Regions from separate parts of the Mus musculus genome. Here region 2 is linked to region 1. Evidence: chromatin contacts called from public Hi-C data. All regions are on one chromosome and are shown on one strand. Each heading gives the region's core, a stretch centred on a gene start, on an enhancer-like site or on the middle of the called end of the contact. The rest is flanking DNA. Distances are from core to core; before and after follow the strand shown.

Evidence for each region. A called contact is a pair of places that touch in the nucleus more often than the background predicts.
Region 2: a Hi-C map of CD8 T cells shows a contact between it and region 1, with 1.6 times the contacts expected there. The contact joins two enhancer-like sites. A contact is called at or near these places in 2 of 39 promoter capture datasets (the 3T3-L1 cell line and second pharyngeal arch cranial neural crest), 3 of 484 Hi-C or Micro-C datasets (CD8 T cells, muscle stem cells and nephron progenitors) and 2 of 115 datasets of contacts at active chromatin or transcription factors (embryonic stem cells and microglia).

Annotation. Positions count from the first base shown.
Region 1 is chr4:134,640,752-134,643,639 of GRCm38.p6, forward strand. The region is part of intron 1 of Man1c1 (mannosidase, alpha, class 1C, member 1); the gene reads right to left. Among named protein-coding and RNA genes, the nearest start is that of Gm42326, 50 kb to the left of the region's middle. Within about 2 kb of position 1,605, at least 39 of the 459 cell types and tissues checked have an H3K27ac peak or open chromatin away from gene starts, as enhancers often do. A contact at or near this core is called in CD8 T cells, where this site is marked.
Region 2 is chr4:134,771,866-134,774,565 of GRCm38.p6, forward strand. No RefSeq gene overlaps it. Among named protein-coding and RNA genes, the nearest start is that of Ldlrap1, 5.2 kb to the left of the region's middle. Within about 2 kb of position 1,391, at least 62 of the 459 cell types and tissues checked have an H3K27ac peak or open chromatin away from gene starts, as enhancers often do. A contact at or near this core is called in CD8 T cells, where this site is marked.

The sequences.
Region 1 (2,888 bases), core at 355-2,854:
ATGCACACTCTGGTTAGAAGTGTCAGGTCTGTCCCCTAAAGACTATGGACTGTGCTGAGCTAGGCACCCTGGGCTCTTTGGGCCCTCGCTGGTCACTGTCATTGGTTCTCTGTATGGCTGTGGGCCAGAAGCTCATTGAGGCCAGACACTATACCTGCCTTGCCTCAGTTTCCCTGACAACCCAGCCCAGGTCATGGTACATACTATCGGCGTATCTGAGGACAGTCACTCTGTTTGTGCCGGAGTCTCAACATAAAGGCTCCTCCGGGCTACTAGTCCCTAGCTGCACTCAGCCTAGAGGCTGAGGGACATGGTGACAATCTGCTCACCCTGCTCCCGAATCCCCACAGTCACCCTCATTTGTTTTTACACTCTGTCCCTTTCACTTCTGTAAGGCAGGGTGCAGGAAGAGGGTCGCAGGGGTGGAACTCTGGAGTGACAGTGGGGTGGAATGGGACTTGCTTGTTTTTTGAGACAGGGTCTCAGGTAGCCCGTTAGCTCACTCTGCTGCCAAAGATAATCTTAAACCTCTGGCACTCCTGTCTGCACCTCTCATGTGGCTCTGGGCTGGGAGCAGGGCACCCTGCACATTAAGTGAGCATGCCCAGTTGAGCCACTACAACCCTTCAACCCGTTCTTGCCGGTTCCCATTTGTCAGTGTTTCCAAACACTGCCATGCCTTGGTTTACTCTGTCCTGTGTTTCCTCCAGCAGCGCCTGCCTCTGAGACAATCCCACCTCCTTCCCCATGTTCCCAGTAGTCAGCCTTTTCCCTGGTGCCCAGGCTTAAAAGCCATCTCTTCTGGTAATCATTGCTGCTGTGACCGACATCTACAGGGGAGTGACTTCATGGGAGCACGGCATGGACTCTGACTGGCAGGATGCTCTAGCACAGTGTCCCAAATGATGGCACGGAGGTTCCAGGAAAGTGAGAAGGATAGCACAGCTAGCCAGACTGGACTGCGTCTGTCACCCAGAGCAGCAGGCCCCCATCATCCATAGCCGCTGTGCAGCTCCCTGCTCCACGGCTCATGCCAGCATCGTGGCACTGTGTGGCAAGAGCTCGGCACGGGCCTGGAGGCCTGCCCCCACTCCTCTGTTATTTTCTACTTATCTCCAATTGGCAATAACGGAGAATAATTGCGGGGTATGCGCGTGGAGAAAGAATGGAGTCCCTCCCTCCCTCCCTCTTTCCTATGCACCCCCTGCCCCCGCCCCCGCTGCCACTGAAGTTGGCAGTAGGGTAGGCAGCAGCCACAAGATCTCAGAACATAAACCACACAGCAGAGCTGTGTAGGCTGCTGCGCCCCACCCTGAACCAACCCCTACTTAGAAAGAAATGAGTGTTCACGAGTTATGAGGATCACAGGTGTATATTCAGAGCCGTCCCCTCCAGGCCGTGACCTGCCAGCTGTATCAGTGGAGGAGGACAAAGGTGGCCAAAGGCACAAATGATCCTCGTGTCACCCCGAGCTGGACCAGGAAGGCACGCAACTGCCTCTATGTGCAAACCCTCAAACACGCACGAGCCACCCCTCCCTCCCACTAAGATGCCTGGGCACTAGACAAGCGCGCACACACCTAGCAAGCGCCTGCTAGGCCTGGGCGTAGGCCTGGGCGTGGGCTCGTGTTTGAGCTGCACGTGGAGGCAAGGCTCTCCCAGCAGCCCCACCCTCTCCCCCTACCAGCTGCTCATCCTCCTTCAGGCCCCAGCTGAAGGATGTGTGTGTGCAGGGAGTCGTCAGTCCCAGCCCCGCCTGAGGTGGTGCATGCTCCAGTTCCATATCACCTGGTTATGTAGTGTGATAGAGGCCAGTCTGGGCTGCATGCGATCATGCCTCAAAAAAACAAACAAGCAAAAAGATACCCTGGTGCCCGGGATCAAGGGTTTTCCCACTGGCATCAAATCAGCCCCACAGCCCCTATCCATGTGGCACACCTAAATGCCCTCTGGCACCGGCACATGGAAGAGACTTGTTAAATATCTGCTGAAGCACTGAATAAAAGAACAAATAGGAAACCTAGCCCCTCAGCTTCACCCATGGCCAGGGCTAGTTTTCCTATGTGGACTCCATGATACAGGTGGGAACCAGCCACTGAGCAAGGGCTGTTTAGAGGAGTCCGCTGGGTCCCAAACGCTTGGTCAGACAGGTGCATACAAGGGGACCTTGTCCAAAGGCATGATGTAATCCTAAGATCCTAAAGGAGGTCACTCAGGCTACTTCCTGTCTCACCCATGTTCCTAAGTAGAACATTAAGCTACCTCTACTTGAATACCCCCAGTGATGTGGGGTTCACCACCTTTCTGGACAGCCCCATCAACTGCAGAATGTCACAAGTCCTTCCAGAACCCGTCCAATATGTTCTCCCCTAGTACCCGAGTCAAAAAGCATCTTACACACACACACACACTCCCCTCAAGGACCCAACACTCCTGTCCCCTTAGCTGAACAGCCCTGCTCTGTCAACAGGTTCCCCTAGCCTAACCTCCGAATCCACTGTGTTCAGCCATGGCACCCTCTGTGAACACACCTTCCCCTCAGGTACCCCATGACTTCATCACCCATTTTGATAAAAAGCAGAAATACTGTATCAACCTGCCTTGGCCACCCTGCAGCTGGGGGTGTGGGGGGGGGTGTCTGTCATTTGTCCCTGGTAACACCCACTTCACCCGGCTCCGTCTACCATCCCACACCTGCTGACTCCCATTTCTGTTTCTCATCTGACACTATCCCAACCTTTGTGGAACCAGATCTGACCGTGCAGTTCAATGTCTGCCTGCTTTGGGCAACGGGCAAACTGACTAGATGGGCTGGCATCTGTGCCACCCTGATTTGGGACATAAGTGCAAATGGTTGGACTGAGGGCAAGGAATCACCAGACGCCTTC
Region 2 (2,700 bases), core at 141-2,640, 130 kb after region 1:
AATCCCCCTGCCTCTGCCTCCCGAGTGCTGGGATTAAAGACGTGCGCCACCACGCCCGGCTATGTCGGCTCTTTCTAAGCCACACACAGAGATGGAGGAAGTGGGGAATCACACCTCATGGAATTGTGGGGTATACCAATTGTGCCCTGCCTGTCTGTGTTAGCTGTCTGTGTAATACCCGTGTGCACACTAAATCCTCCCTCCTTGCCGCATGGAGGATGGAGATGAAATGGAGGGCTCTTGTGGCTTTGGGGAAGGAGTGCTCTGGAGACTGGAATTAGCCTGAGTCTTGAGCAGGGAGGGTGGCCTCACCTTGACTACCAGAGTTCTGCTGCTTTAGTGGAGACCAGCCGCCCTGAGGGAATCTGAAAGATGGGAGAGCCAGCAGTCATGAAGGAACAGGTCCTTACACAGTCCTGACCTTTAACCTGCTTGCTAACCTGCTCATCTGGCCCACTCTCCCTGCTTACAATGCTTTCTTTTCTAGAAAGTTCCAGACTTTCCTGGCTTCCTCACTCACGCGACAGGATCTAAGTGGCCTCTTCCGTACCCAAACCTTAGCTACTTATACCTCTTTTCTTACCCTAACACATGCACACATGTGTAGACATACACATTTATACATGCTTGCACACACATACACATATGCACAGACTTTGGAGTTCTACATGCCTGGTCTCTGCAACCAAATTCTCCATTTATGTATGTGTCTTCCAATCTAATTGATGCCCCAGTTTTCCTGTCTGTACAATGGGCTCAGGGCCACCTTTGAGGGCTTTGAGAGGCTTTTGGGGTTCATGCATTGTGAGTGGTCAGCCAGTGCCTGGCGTGAAGAAAGTGCCCAGCCAACAGCCCAGTGGCCATCTTAAGTTTGTAGTGACTCTGAGCCTGTGGGCAGTTCCCAACAACAGTTGAGCAGGTCTCCAGTAGGAGACTGGAAGTCCTCATGTTCCCAGGGTCCTGTGGAGCTGCCAGGGAGCAGCAGGAGGTGCCCAGAATCCAGCCAAGGGCATGCTTCCTGTTTTTCTAGTCTCCGATGTATCTCATAGATGGGGGCTCTCTGCCGCTGGAGGAACGTCAGGGTCTGGGGGATCTAGAGAGGTGCTTCCAAGGAGTCCTGCCCACCCCGCCTGCTGTCCCCAGTGAACCCTGCAGCCATCTCCTTCCAGACCAGTGTGGATAGCCCTGGGAGATAGCAGTCTGCAGAGCCACTGAGCTAATTAAGAATGACAAAGCACTGTGTAATTGCCAGCCACTGATGAGTCCCCTGCCTCTTCCTGCCCTCCTTCTCTGCCCCTCCCTGGAGGCCTCTGAGCACTGGCTGGTGTCAGGAGACCAGAGGCTGCCTGCCTCTGCCACCCCCTTACAGAAGAACACTGAGCAAGCAGGTCCTGGCTTGTCTTAAATTGGCTCCAACACCTACCCACACACCACACACACATGCCACATACCACACACCCTGCCCTTGCCACACATGCACACACACACCCCATACATACACACCACACATACCACACACATACACCTCATTCCACAAACCCAGACCACATCACACACACACACACACACACACACACACACACACACACACACACACACACAGACACACACCAGCCCTTGCCATCTGCAGGGCCCTTGACCTTCTGCAAAAGAGGAAGAGAAAAAGCAAGGTTCAGGCCTCCAGAGCTCAGCAAGGCTTTGGGGTTCAGCCCCCTCCCTCACCAGCTGTCACCAGCTGTGTGACCTTGGGCAGGCCACCTGCCTCCTCTGAGCATGGTCTTTGCCTAGGCTAAGGAAGCTGTTCTAAGCACATGGCTCTGATCAGGAGAGCCCTGTACACCTGAGAATCGAGCCGGAGGGGGGAAGGGTGCGGGGGGGGGGGCGGGGGGGGAGGTAAGGACGACCTGTGACCTGTGAACAGGTGGGGAGGATTTGATGCATACCAAATCTCATAATAAAGACATTAAGCTGGGGGGGTTCTCCCCCCAATTAATTTTCCTTGTATTTTAAAAAAATATCCATCTATGGGGCTGGAATTTGAATCCAGAGGACCCAGGTTCAAATTCCAGCATCCACATGGCAGCTCACAATCATCTGTAACTCCAAGATCTGACATTCTCATATAGACACAGATACAGGCAAAACACCAATGCACAGAAAATAAAGTTTAAAAAAAAAATCCATCTACGATAAATTGGAAGCATTCTTTCTTTCTTTCCTTTTTTTGTTTTTGTTTTTGTTTCATTTTTTGGTTGTTGTTTCTGGTTTTGTTTTGAAAGTGGGTCTCTTTACGTAACACTGGTTGTCCTGGAACTCTCTATGTAGACCAGGCTAGCCTTGAACTCACACAGATCCTCCTGCCTCTGTCTTTCTAGCACTACTAAGTGTGCACGACCAAGCCCAGCTAGAATGATCTCACAGCCCACGCCTTCTCCACAGATGGCTGGCGGCAGCACAGGACGGAAGGCCTCTGAGACCTTGCATGCTCTCTCCCTAGATCTACAGCCTGATTTCTAGGAACTCTCCACATTTGCAAAGTCCCCAGGCCACTGCGTCAGGGCTGTAGTTTCAGAGTTTGTGCTCAAGAACTACACATTCAAGTTACAGAGCAAAAATGGCTAAAAAAAAAACAAAAAACAAAAAACTTTTTTGTGTTTGTGTGTTCACATGGTTGACTTCAGGGGTCTTCATCAATTTCTC